2 separate regions of the Macaca mulatta genome follow, and region 1 is linked to region 2. The links are chromatin contacts, called in public Hi-C maps. All regions are on one chromosome and are shown on one strand. Each heading gives the region's core, a stretch centred on a gene start, on an enhancer-like site or on the middle of the called end of the contact. The rest is flanking DNA. Distances are from core to core; before and after follow the strand shown. Region 1 holds the start of MIGA2 (mitoguardin 2). Region 2 holds the start of CRAT (carnitine O-acetyltransferase).

Region 1 (6,884 bases), core at 793-3,292, 78 kb before region 2:
ACAGAAAACATTAGTTGAATAAATGAAGGCTTTATTCAACAATTATAATTTTCCTTTTTTTTTTTTTTTTTGAGATGGAATCTTGCTCTGTCACCCAGGCTGGAGAGCAGTGGCGCGATCTCGGCTCACTGCAACCTCCGCCTCCCGGTTTCAAGCGATTCTCCCGCCTCAGCCTCCTGAGTAGCTGGGACTACAGGCACACGCCACCTTGCTGGGGTTTCACCATGTTGGGCAGGATGGTCTCAATCTCCTGACCTTGTGATCCACCTTCCTTGGCCTCCCAAAGTACTGGGATTACAGGCGTGAGGCACTGCTCCGGGGCTTTTTTTTTTTTTTTTTTTTTTTGAGATGGAGTCTTGCTCTGTTGCTTAGGCTGGAGTGCAGTGGTGCGATCTTGGTTCACTGCAAGCTCCGCCTCCTGGCTCAAGCAATTCTCCTGCCTCAGCCTCCCAAGTAGCTGGGATTATAGGTGTGTGCCACCATACCCAGCTAACTTTTGTATTTTTAGTAGAGACGGGTTTTCACCATGTTGGCCAGGCTGGTCTCGAACTCCTGATCTCAAGTGATCCACTCACCTCAGCCTCCCAAAGTGCTGGGAATAGAGGCATGAGCTACCGCTCCCAGCCGACAATTGCAATTTTAAAACGTAGTTGTGCCCAGCTCTTCACAGTTATGGAAGGGCTGACACTCCGTCCTCTTTCCATCCTCTCCAAAACCCTGTGATTCGGGAAAGGGAAGAATTTTATCCCTATTTCTTTTTTTCTTCTTTTTTTTTTTTTTTTTGAGATGGAGTCTCGCTGTGTCGCCCAGGCTGGAGTGCAGTGGCCGGATCTCAGCTCACTGCAAGCTCCGCCTCCTGGGTTTACGCCATTCTCCTGCCTCAGCCTCCCGAGTAGCTGGGACTACAGGCGCCCGCCACCTCGCCCGGCTAGTTTTTTTTTTTTTGTATTTTTAGTAGAGACGGGGTTTCACCGTGTTAGCCAGGATGGTCTCGATCTCCTGACCTCGTGATCCGCCCGTCTCGGCCTCCCAAAGTGCTGGGATTACAGGCTTGAGCCACCGCGCCCGGCCTTTTTCTTCTTCTTTTTAGATGGAGTCTCACCCTGTGGCCCAGGTTGGAGTGCAATGGTTGGATCTCAGCTCACTGCAACCTCTGCCTACTGGGTTCAAGAGATTCTCCTGCCTCAGCCTCCCGAGTAGCTGGGATTACAGGTGTGTGCCACCACGCCTGGCTAATTTTTATTTTAGTTTTTTATCTTTAGTGGAGACAGGGTTTCACCATGTTGGGACAGCCTGGTCTCGAACTCCTGACCTCGTGATCCACCCACCTCGGCCTCCCAAAGTGCTGGGATTACAGGCGTGAGCCACTGCGCCCGGCCTCATCCCTATTTCATTTCACACAGGGGTAAACTCTAGAGAACTGAAGTGGCAACACTTGATTCCATCTTAGGTCGGCCTGATCTCAATCCTGGTGTTTAGTGTAAGACCCAGATAGGTGGCCAGAACTGAAGACCCCTTGACTCCAGCTCTCAGAGACACTGTCTAGCAGGCGAGACCTGGCACTTCTGCAAACAACTCCAGAACAAGGGGGAGAGTGGGGGCAGTATAAGAGCATGCTGCGGGAAGTCAGGGGCGGTAGTATTTGAAAGTGGGCGCTTGGAGAGTGGGAAGGATTTGTCCTTGTGGGGAACGACAAGAGTAGAGGATCTTAATGTGAGAGCTCAGCCTGCTTTGGCGTCCTCCAAGAAACCCCCTTCGAGGTCTGGCTGCTCCGCTTCAGTCGCTTTAAGAGTGGCCCCGCCCCACCCAGCCGCCCATGTCGATCGAATCTGAATGGCCAATAGTAGAAGAGAAGAGACCACTTTCGCGCTTCAACCGCACTAGGGGGCGGGGAAGAGGGCGGGAGAGGTGGACTAGCAGCTTGGTCACATGACCCGCCTAATTGGCCAGAGGCTGCGGCGGCCCTGAGCGACTTAGCAATGCTCATTGGCCAGAAACGGGTGGGCCTGGCGCTAGGCCACGCCCCCGACGGCCTCGGTTTGGTTGCGCAGCTGCGGGGGAAGGAGACGCTGCCCTTCCGTAGCGATGGGATCCCGGGTGAGTATCGGCCCGGGCTGAGCCCCCAAGGCGGTCGGGCAGCGCGGCAGGGCCCGGGACTTGAGCGGAGGACCGAGTGAGCGCGGGTGTCCGGGCCCAACTGGACCGGGAAGGTGCCGGGTTTGGAATGAGTGGGCACCCGGGCCAGGGACGGTGCGAGAGGGTACCTTGCTTGGGAGTGGAACGAGAAGGTACTTGGGTCAGGGAGGTGATGCCCAGGCCTGGAACGTGGCGGGGATTGGAGCAGGCGCGCAGGTACCCGATCCGAGGCGGGGAAAGCACCCGGGATGGAAGGAGCAGGTGTGCTGGCCGTGAGCAGCGCCAGAGGGTACTTGGGTGAGTTTCAAGGATATTCCGGGGTAGGGGCAAGAGAAGAAGGGGCTGCCCAAGATGTCTGGGGTGGAGTGAGCAATTTCTGAAGACAGGGATATTGCTGAGGTCCAGCGCGGGGGTGCCCAGTGCCCGGCATGGTGGGACTGTTGAGGGGTCCGGCATGGGATGAATAGGAGACTGGGCAGAGTGGCTCAAGGGAGTCGGGGACGTTGTTGGGGTCCAGGCGGAATGAGCGAGTGGACAGGCCAGAGTCATTAGTGGGGTTGCCTAGCGCAGGGGAGGAGGCGCGTGGGATGATAAGCTTAGACACCCAGGCTGAGGGTGCTGTAAGTGCTCTGGTGACGGTGGAATGAGGAGGTGTCTGCCTAAGATTGTAGGGCACGAGAGATGGCTGCCCAAGTGGGGCCAGGCCCTGCACAGCAGTAGAAGTGTCCATTTGGTAGGGAACATTGCTGTGGACTTTTCATTGTGGAGAGGAGGTGGAGGGGTCTCATCTTGGGCCCTGGGGGATGGCCAGGGTGCCAGGGGGACAGACACAGTGTGGGTTGACTGGATTTGGATCCATCCCTGGAGTGAAGCAGGCTTGGGGGCTGGTGGTGTTACCTTGCACCTGCAGGCTCTGCCTCCCAGTGGGGACAAGGGGCTGCTCTGGACTCTCCCGCAAACAGTGGGCCTCAGTCACCCCTGGAGCATGTGTTCAGGCTCATCTTTAAGGACATGTGGGCTTCTCACTTAGAGGCCCAGAAGTGCTACAGGTGTGGCCTGGAAGGAGCGGTGGCAGTTGTAGCTGGCAGCAGCTGGGAAGCACTACCACAGTCTCGAGATCCCCCAGAACTTGGCCGCTTAGTACTCAGTGACCTCAGGCAGGCTGCCTCATCTGAGAGCCTCCGCGTTTCCCCATCCTTGAGATAAACATTGGTCATTGCGAGGGTTCTGAGAGGACTGGACCCAAAGCCTGTCGTGGAGAGCCTGTTCTGAGTCTGGCCTGGAGTAAGGGCTTGGGAAATAGTAGCTGCTGGCCCTCTGATGTTCTTGTCTTCCCTGTTTCTGAGACCTGAGCCAGCCTGGGGTCGGGGTGAGGGGTAGGGGGATGTGGCTTACAGTATTAACCTAGGTCCTGACCACTGTGGGTCACGTAGCTCAATTCACAGCCTCCTGGTAGGATGCCTCTACCTTTGACAACCTGGAAGCTTCCTTAGCCCTAGAACATCACCCTGCCCGCCCCTCCTCTCTCACACACCCCCCAGTCTTAGAGCTAGACTGACAGGCTCCTCAGTCCTTCCCACTCACTGGAGAGAAGCTGTTTCTTCTGCTGCCCCAGTGACTTTGGCCGCCATCCCAGGGAGACAGGGTCGGTCTTGGCCTGTGTGTTCCTTCTGCTTGAGGTCCCGGGAGACATTGAAGGCATCCTCGGGCTTGGAGCTGGAAGTGGGGGAGCACCCTGCTGGGTCTTGGGGTCCAGGCTAGGTGTGATCAAGCCACTTATTTCCTGGCCTTGGGAAGGGGCAATGGGGCACCCTGTGGGGGAGGGGAGTATTTCCTGAGGTCCCAGGGAAAGCTGCCCAGTACTCTGTGGTCTGCTGGGGCTTGCTACTTCCTGCTGCATGTCAAATTTAGCAAAAGGGTTGCACTGAGCACAAAGTCTTACTCTACCATGTACCAGCTATGTGACTTTGGACTCCTAACTTAGCTTGTCGGAGATTCAGTTTCCTCATCGGAAACCAGAGATGAGGCTGGGGGGAAGGTGGGTGGCATCAACTTCACAGAATCCTTTTTTTGTTTGTCTTTTTTTTTTTTTTTTGAGGCAGAGTCTCGCTCTGTCACCCAGGCTGGAGTGCAGTGGCACCATCTAGGCTCACTGCAACCTCTGCCTCCTGGATTCAAGCGATTCTCCTGCCTCAGCCTCCCAAGTAGCTGGGATTTCAGGAACGTGCCACCACACTGGCTAATTTTTGCATTTTTAGTAGAGACGGGGTTTCACCATGTTGACCAGGCCAGTCTCGAAGTCCTGACCTCAGGTGATCCGCCCGCCTCGGCCTCCCAAAGTGCTGGGATTACAGGCGTGAGCCGCAGTGCCCAGCAAGGAAACATCCTTAACTTTGTGGGAGGTAAAAAGATGCAGTGATTCTCAGTCTGGGGCCTAAGATTTTTGCTTAGCAAATGGTCCATGGGTTGAAAAAGGTAGAGAAAATATGGCTTAAAGCCCTAAGTCTGAGAGTGACCTGTTCACCTCCCAGGTTCTGGGTCCTCTCCTGGGCTGGCTGGCCAAAGATGTTTCCGCTTGCAGGGCCCCTGGTAGGCAGAGAGTCTGTGGGCGTGGGGCTGCCCGCTGGTGGGCAGATGCAGAGGCCTGGGGCCTGATTCCAGACCTGGGGTTCCAGAGGCAAGCTTTGCTCCCGCCTCCTCCCCCATGGACGCTCTTGTGTGCATTTCCGCGTGTTGCCGTGTGTACGTTCTCTTCTCTGACTTGGTCGTCTGTCTCTTAGCTCTGTGGAGGGGCCCTCTGGTATGTGTGTTCCTGTCCTTCTGGGGCGTGGATGGTGCCCAGGACCCAGCTAGCAACCAGTTGAAGACGTTCTCCTTGGAAGCTCTTGGCCCTGAGGACTTTGCCTGGGGCATTGGCCCTGCCATGGCGTTCCGGAGGGCTGAGGGCACGTCCATGATCCAGGCCCTGGCCATGACGGTGGCTGAGATCCCCGTGTTCCTGTACACGACGTTTGGGCAGGTAAGGATCGGAGTGAGTTGTATTTCTTGTCTGTGAAACACTTCCATGCTCAGCCCAGGGCTCCTCCGTGTCCAGGAACACTGAGCCCTCGTTCTTGCTTTGCCAGACCTCTGGTGTCTCCTCTTTGTACTGGGTTTGTTGTCTGAGGCTTCAGGCCTGTTCTTTAGCCTAAGACTATATGAACTCTTTTTTTTTTTTTTTTTAATTAATTAAAAAAATTGTTTTGGCCAGGTGCGGTGGTTCATGCCTGTAATCCCAGCACTTTGGGAGGCCGAGACGGGCGGATCACCTGAGGTCAGGAGTTCGAGACCAGCTTGGCCAATGTGGTGAAACCCTGTCTCTACTAAAAATACAAAAATTAGCCAAGCGTGGTGGTGTGTGCCTGTAGTCCCAGCTACCTGGGAAGCTGAGACAGGAGAATTGCTTGAACCCAGGAGGTGGAAGTTGCCGTGAGCTGAGATCGTGCCACTATACTCCAGCCTGGGCAACAGAGTAAGACACTGTCTCAAAAAAAAAAAAATTTAGCTGGGCCTGGTGGCAGGTGCCTGTAATCCCAGCTACTTGGGAGGCTGCGGCGGGAGGATCACTTGAACCCAGGAGGCGGAGGTTGCAGTGAGCCGAGATCACACCACTGCAGTCCAACCTGGGCAACAGAGTAAGACTCCGTCTCAACAACAACAACAAAAGTTTTTTGTGGTAGAAATAGAGCCTTGCTATGTTGCCCAGGCTGGTCTTGAACTCTTGGGCTCAAGTCATCCACCCACCTTGGCCTCCTAAAGTGCTGGGATTGTAGGCATGAGCCACGGCACCTGGTCCTATATGAACTCTTGACCTCAGTTACTCAGTCTGTAAAAGAGGTCAGTGCCCCCCCCGACAACTCACATGTTTGTGGCTGACTGGGCTCTTGACCAAAGATCTGCCCTGGGGGTTGCAGTCCCACCTGAGGGGCTCCCAGGCCCAGAGGGCAGAGGGTGAGGTGCAGCAGTAGGAAGTGTTCAGATGGGGTGGCAGGTGAGTGAGTGTCATCATCTTTGAGGCATCGCTGAGAAACAGGGGTCAGCAGATCTGGGTTTCATGTCTGCCTCTGTCGCCTTGAGCGTGTGTCTTCACCTGGGTGAGCCTCAGGTGCCTCATCTGGAAATGACAGGGACTCAGATGGGTACCCCAGGCTAGGTCCTAGTGCAGTGCCAGGCACAGCTGGTGCTTGCTCACTGCAGCTCATTGTCATCATGACTGAGGGTGCTGGCCCTTAGACCTCACCTCCTCAGCACTGGCATCTTGCCATCTTTACGTTTTTGTGGTCCGTGTTTCAGGGAGGCTGGTCAAGTTCCCTGTGTAGGGCAGCTGCCTCTCAGTCTCTCGTCTGGTTGGCAGATGTGCCAGAGGGCCGGTGTATGTCCTGTCCCTGAGGTGCTCTGGGGCAGTCCTGCTGCCTTGGACCCAGGGAGGTGTAACCGGCAGCGTCTCCTCTTCCCTGCAGTCTGCATTTTCCCAGCTACGGTTGACGCCAGGCCTGCGGAAAGTCCTCTTTGCCACAGCCCTGGGGACTGTGGCCCTGGCCCTGGCTGCCCACCAGCTGAAGAGGCGACGGAGGAGGAAGAAGCAGGCTGGTCCCGAGATGGGAGGGGAGCAGCTGGGCACGGTGCCCCTCCCTATCCTCTTGGCCAGGAAGGTCCCTTCAGTGAAGAAAGGTAGGTATGAGGTGGTGGGCATGGGCCTGACCTGGGGT
Region 2 (6,509 bases), core at 1,380-3,879:
GGCCTGGAGATGTAGGTAGGGATGGGGAAGGGTGGGGTGTGGCCATGGTTCTTGGCAAGGCTCAGGGGAATCAAGTCAGGATGAATGGCTCTTTGGTGTAGCAGAGGTGAGGGGGACCGCCCACCTGTTGGGTTGCACAGGCCCCTCCTTTCTCACCCTGGAAGAGGAACCAGCCAGCAGAGTGGTGACTGTCCCTCTTGGAGGTCCCCACCTCCTTTTCTCCCACCCTTTCCAGGTTGAGAAATAGAAGGGAAGAAGAGAGAATCACAGAGAGCCAGACAATGGCAGCATCTTCGGGTGAGGGGCCTTGGGCTTCCTCCTGCCTCTGAGATGGGGGAGGGTGGGGTGAGGGCAGTGCTGTGGCGAGAGAGCTGGGTGGCCTGGCATGGAGGGTGAGAGGCAGCAGAAAGAGAGAAAGTCCAGGGGGCCCTGTAGTGGGCAGAAAGAGAGACAGGAGGGCCCGAGGCTGCTCTTGCAGTGAGCAGGCGAGCGGCAGGAGCTCTGTTCCATACCTTCTCTCTCTGCTGCCCATCCTCTTCCATGGCAGGACCGAGGTTCTGGGCCCTGTCTGCCTTGGTTGGATCTCTAAGCCTAACTGTGCTACCAAGTGGGCGAGCAGAACCTAGCCAGAGGCAGCCACTTGCCTGGGCTGGAAAGAGAAGACAAGAGCCAAGATTCAGGGGGAGGCAGGTGGCAGTGGCAATGGCTGTGGTGGCAACGGGGGTTGTGGCAGTGGCAGGGGAAGCTCCTGAACTCTAGAAGCTACTCCACCCTCCCGAGCTCCCAGAAGTAGAGGAAGGGGGAGCAGGTGAGAGGCTGGTGGGGGGCATTCCAGTAGAAGGGAACCTGGAAAGTTCTTTCCTTTCTTCTCTGCATGGGCTCAGTGCCAGGGAGGCAGGCCAAGAAGTAATAAAAAAATACACCTGTCAGAATCTGTGAAGATCTTTTTGATGAGAGAAAACTTGGCTGGAGGGCAGAGACTGCCTGGCCGCTGAGGTTACACCACAGCCCTGGGATCGGTCCTGAAATTAGGGTTGGTGCAGGGGAGCAGACACCAGGAAAAGGCCATCAGTGGATGGGACAGCCAGAAGCCCTGCCTATTTCCTGTTTCTCTCCAGGACTCCTGGGACCCATCTGAGCCATCCCTCTACCAACACTCATTTTTTCCTGAGCTGTGGCTCATTCAGCTAGGGTCCAAGAGTGGAGGACTTTTGGTATGAAAAATAAACCAAAAGTGGCCGGGCGCGGTGGCTCAAGCCTGTAATCCCAGCACTTTGGGAGGCCGAGACGGGCGGATCACGAGGTCAGGAGATCGAGACCATCCTGGCTAACACAGTGAAACCCCGTCTCTACTAAAAATACAAAAACTTAGCCGGGCGAGGTGGCAGGCGCCTGTAGTCCCAGCTACTCGGGAGGCTGAGGCAGGAGAATGGCGTGAACGCGGGAGGCGGAGCTTGCAGTGAGCTGAGATCCGGCCACTGCACTCCAGCCTGGGTGACAGAGTGAGACTCCGTCTCAAAAAAAAAAAAAAAAAAAAAAAAAAAAAGAAAAATAAACCAAAGGACGCTGTGATTGGGCTGGATTTGAATGAGCAGCTCCAGGGGACTCTGGGCAAGTCCCTCCTTGCCTCAGTTTCCCTGGCAGGAAAGTAACCAGGCTAGTCGGATGGTCCTGGAGAATGACCTAGAGTCTGTTTGTGGGATGAGATGCAGCTTGGGAGACAAGTGACAAGGGTGCAGTGGAGGCTCAGGGTGTTGCAACACCTAGAAGGGCCTCTGAGCCTGAGCCTGGATGCACCCTCTGCCCTCTGGCCCGGTAGTGTGTGTCCGAGACAGTGAGACACCAGCAACATATGCCTGGATTAGGGATGGAAGGAACTGAAATTAGGCTAGCATCCAGGCTGCCCTCTGGGGAGGACTGAGGGGTAGATACAGCCAGGGTGGGGAAGGGGGCTGGAGGGGAGGGAGGCCATGGGGCTGCCACCTGCCAGTTCTGAGGCCTTTCTGAGCAGCCTAGCTTGATGCCTCTGCGTGTTTCTCTGGCCACACACAATTCCCCAGGGACCATCCGATAAACCAAAGGAGCCTGACCAACTAACTGGACAGGGTCGGAGAAGTGGCTCTGGCCTAAGCGTGCGACGGGTGTGTGAGAATAACTGGGAGAGTGAGCGCGGGTCTGGACGCTCCTGGTCTCTCTCCCCCACCGGCCTGTCTCTGGGTCTAAGGGTGGGGGTGCTAACTGAAGCCGGGTCCCCCCTGTCTTTCCCGGGTCGTTGGAATTGAATGCTCCAGGACGTGGGTTCAATCCCACTTCTGACGCTGCGCCCGAATCTCCTGCTCTGCCAAACCTGGGACGCCCGCCTGGCCCCACCCCACCCCACCCCATCAGCTGGAGGCCGGGTCGGATAGCGGCCGCAGGACGAGGTCTCCGCTCCCGGGCGCAACCGCACGGCCACCCACGCCGTCCAGGGCCCTCAGTCCCTGGCTCCGCCGCACTCACCACGGTCCTGGCAGCGAAGGCTAACATCTTTGCTGCCCGTCCGCGGACACGCAGTCCGCTCCGCCCCACACACCGGGCAAAGTCCGCGCCGCCGCTGCAGCGGCTGGGGTTGGTGGGTCCTTGCTAGAGCCTTCGGGCCAAGGTCGCTGAGTTACGGCCGCCAGCCGGTAGAGGCGGCCCCGCGCCCACCCTCCGGGCCGGGCAGGCACCGGGGAGGAGGATTCGCGAGGCGGGGCCTGGGCCGGTAGCGGGCCCCGAGCCTGCAACGGAGCCCGGGAGGCTGGCTGCGGGGCGGGGGCGGGGCCTCGATGGGGCGGGGCCTCGATGGGGCGGGGTCTCCTTGGGGAGGGTCAGGAGGGGCGGGGCGTCTCCCGGTAGCGGGTCGCAGTAGGCTGGCTGCGAGCTGGGGACGGGGCCACGGCGGGTGCTGGGACAGAGGGGCGGGGCCGACGGCGAGTCATTGGTTGGGAGGCCCCGCAAGGCGTTGAGATCTGTGGAGTAGGAAGGAGGAGGCCACCGTCCAGCTGTCTCTCCCCCGCCCCCGCGTGTCTTCTAAGCTGTTGGAGGTAGCGGTGTGCACCTCTCCAACTCCGTCTGGTGTTCTTGAGCGTAACTCTTAGAGTGGTAGGAAAACACAACCGTGTTGTCCGGAGAATGTCCTCTCATATTCCTTGGATTAGGGTCACTACCACCCACAAAGATGACAGGTGGTACTCGGGGACAGGAGACTGCCCCGGAAAAACATGGCTGTGCACAACCCAAACTTGACGCCCCGCACAATCATGGCAGCCGCGGCGCCCGTCGTTCCGGCAGCCGTTAGCGGACCTGGCGCTTGGGGGCCGTTGGCGCGCATGCGCCCCGCGCGCCCCGCACTGACATGGCCGTCGCCCGAGTCCGCGCGTCCGCCGCGCGCCGGCCGTTAATGGGCATGCTCCCTGAGCGCCCCGCACCGATATGGCGGCCGTCGTCCCTGGGGTGACTTTAACTCTCGGTTTTCGGTTATAGCCGGCCGGCGCTCACTTGTCTTCAGGAAACCCGGAGCCTTTGGTGGAGCCGGGGAGAGGAAGGGTGGGTGCAAGCGTGAAAGGCGAGAGGGGACTGCAGGCATCCGGGCCGGCTCCTGGCCGGAGCAAGATGGCTGAGGGCGAGCGGCAGCCGCCACCAGGTAAGGCCGGCGGGGCCAGGCCGGGCCGGGGTCGGGTAGGGTGAGGGCGGCGCCAGGTGTGGGAGGCTCAGGAGGGCGAGAGTCAGGACACGGAGGAGCTGGAGGGGCAAAAGCTGAGGGGCCCCGAGGAGAAACTGAGTTGAATGGCCTTAGGGGAGAGGTGGGTGATGGGGCACCGCTGGGAGGGAAGCAGGGGCTGCAAAGGGGTGGTGATTGGGGCGCAGCTCTGGGTTTTGTGGGAGTCTGGGCTGCCCGAATGCCGGGTGGGCAGCACCGTGGTCATAAGGGGGGCCTTTTGCCTCTTTGGGCAGCGCGTGCCTAAGTCAGCCGTGAACCTGGTGGGGAAGTTGCCAGGGAAGGGGGCGAAAGTGATTCCGGAGGCTGCCGTGTTTATTAGTCGCTGCTCAGGGGATGGGGTGGTGCTCAGTGGGCCGCGCCTGCCTCGCCCCCAGTTTCAGCTTCCGCGCCCTGCTCACCCCTCATCCTCCTCCTCTCTGGTTTCCGTGACTGAGAATTTATTGAGGGAAACTGCCCGTGGTGTCTAAACCCCTAATTTTAAAAGGCTGGTTGTGCAAGGAGGTTAGTCTCTCTCTGGCATCTCCTTCGGTAACTCTTATTTACACTGTAGCCTCTTTTTAGTTCATCTCAAATAACTGGGATGGAGGTGCTACGGAAGGATCTTCTTAGAGACCCCTTTCATGGAGAAGGAGGAGGCTGGACTGGCCATAGATAACTTTTACATTCCCGACAGAGAGGCAAGTAGGTTGGCCCACCAAACACAGCTAATGTTTTGAAATCATTTGATATTCCTGCTATCCTGTCTCCAATTTTGTGGTCCCTGGGAAGATCTCAGGAGGGAGAAATGTTGAAAATCAAAAAAGGCATCCTCTCCATGCCCCACAAAAGAGATGAACAAAGAGCTGGGTTCTGTTTCTTAGGACATTCGAAACCAGACATTTTGTACAAAACCTCTGTGTGTGTGCCCTTAGAACAGGGGTGTCCAGTCTTTTGTCTTATCTAAGCCACATTGGAAGAAGAATTGTCTTGGGCCACACATAAAATACACTAACAGTAACTAACAAGAGCTGATGAGCTAAAAAAAAGTCACAAAAAGAAAAAAGTCTCATACTGGTTTTGTGGTTTTTTTCTTTTTTTTTTTTTGAGGCAGCGTCTCACTCTGTCCTCCAAGCTGGAGTGCAGTGGTGTGAACGCCTCCCGGGTTCAAGCGATTCTCCTGCCTCAGCCTCCTGAGTAGCTGGGACTACAAGCGTGCCACCATGCCCAGCTAATTTTTGTATTTTTATTAGAGACGGGATTTCACCATATTGGCCAGGCTGGTCTCGAACTCCTGACCTCGTGATCCACCTGCCTTGGCCTTCCAAAGTGCTGGGATTACAGGCATGAGCCACCGCGCCTAGCCGGTCTCGATCTCTTGACCTCGTGATCCGCCTGCCTTGGCCTTCCAAAGTGCTGGTGTTACAGGTGTGAACCACCACACCTGGTCTATGTTTTAAGAAAGTTTACAAATTTGTGTCCGGCTACATTCAAAGCTGCCCTGGGCTGCGGGTTGGACAAGCTTGCCTTGGAAGTTCTGGTAATGACTCTGGGCCGGGTGGCTCACACCTGTAATCCCAGCCCTTTGGGAGGCTGAGGCAGGCGGATCACTTGACGTCAGGAGTTTGAGACCAGCCATGGCCAACATGGCAAAACCCTGTCTCTACTCAAAACACAAAAATTAGCCGGGTGTGGTGGCATATGCCTGTGATCCCAGCTACTTGGGAGGCTGAGGCAGGAGAATCACTTGAACCCAGGAGGCGGAGGTTGCAGTGAGCCGAGATTGCACCACTGCACTCCAGCCACTGCACCCCAGCCTGGGCGACAGAGCAAGACTCCATCTCCCAAAAAAAAAGTTCTGGTAATGATATCAGGAGAGAGGAGATATAAGGCAACCACTGTTATCAGTGAGATGAATGTGTCCCTTAGGATGAATGGGGGTGGAGAGTGGGAGGAGAGAGAACCTGTGTCCTGAAAGAGAGGAAGGCTCAGGGAGGTTATCCATGGCTGAAAAGAGCCAGGTCCCTGAACATGGTCCTTTTTTGAAATTTGAAACAACTTTTGGGAACAGCTGGAAAGAACTTCTTCTTTTTTGTTTTGTTTTTTTTGGACACAGAGTTTCGCTTTGTCACCTAGGCCGGGGTGCAGTGGTGCAATCTCAGCTCACTGCAACCTCCGCCTCCTGAGTTCATGTGATTCTCGTGCCTCAGCCTCCCGAGTTGCCGAGGCGTCCACCACCATGCCGGGCTAATTTTTTGAATTTTTAATAGAGATGAGATTTCGCCAAGTTGGCCAAGCTGGTCTCAGACTCCTGGCCTCAAGTGATCCGCTGCCTCGGCCACTCAGAGTGCTGGGATTACAGCCGTGAGCCACCGCGCCCGACCAAGAAAGTTCCTCTTAACTCAGTGTAATGATGAAAACTTTGGATTTTGGAGTCACACATATCTGGCTCTGCCTGGCAAGTCACAGCCTCTGTGAGCCTCAGTTACCTCTCTCTTTTTTAAAATTTCTTTTTTTTTCTCCTAAGAAAAAAACCTGTTATTTCTTAAAATGAGACTACTATACTTTCTTCATAGAATTGTAGTATGTGTTCTATAAGAAGATGTGTGCAAAGCATGGGACATAGTGGGCAATCAGTAAATGCTGATTGCCCTTATCTTTTTCAAAGTTTCAAAGTTGTACAGGTTGAACATGTAGACGAGTTCCAAATGGCCGATGATAATGCTGTATATTATAGTCTTTGTTGGGGGGCTTAGAAAGGAACATTTCTAAAATTCTGAATGTTGATTTT

The links. A called contact is a pair of places that touch in the nucleus more often than the background predicts.
Region 1: a contact with region 2 is called in a Hi-C map of cortical neurons, with 5 times the contacts expected there. The contact joins the promoter of MIGA2 here to the promoter of CRAT in region 2. A contact is called at or near these places in 2 of 14 Hi-C or Micro-C datasets (cortical neurons and liver).

Annotation. Positions count from the first base shown.
Region 1 is chr15:18,608,749-18,615,632 of T2T-MMU8v2.0, reverse strand. It overlaps MIGA2 (mitoguardin 2), which reads left to right and starts at 2,042. Exons shown (of 16, transcript XM_077967727.1): 1 at 2,042-2,097; 2 at 4,917-5,155; 3 at 6,636-6,882.
Region 2 is chr15:18,531,493-18,538,001 of T2T-MMU8v2.0, reverse strand. CRAT (carnitine O-acetyltransferase) reads right to left here and starts at 2,629. Exons shown (of 14, transcript NM_001261113.2): 1 at 2,500-2,629. The coding sequence starts at 2,526. PTPA (protein phosphatase 2 phosphatase activator) reads left to right here and starts at 2,984. Exons shown (of 11, transcript XM_077967845.1): 1 at 2,984-3,065; 2 at 3,505-3,664. The coding sequence starts at 3,634.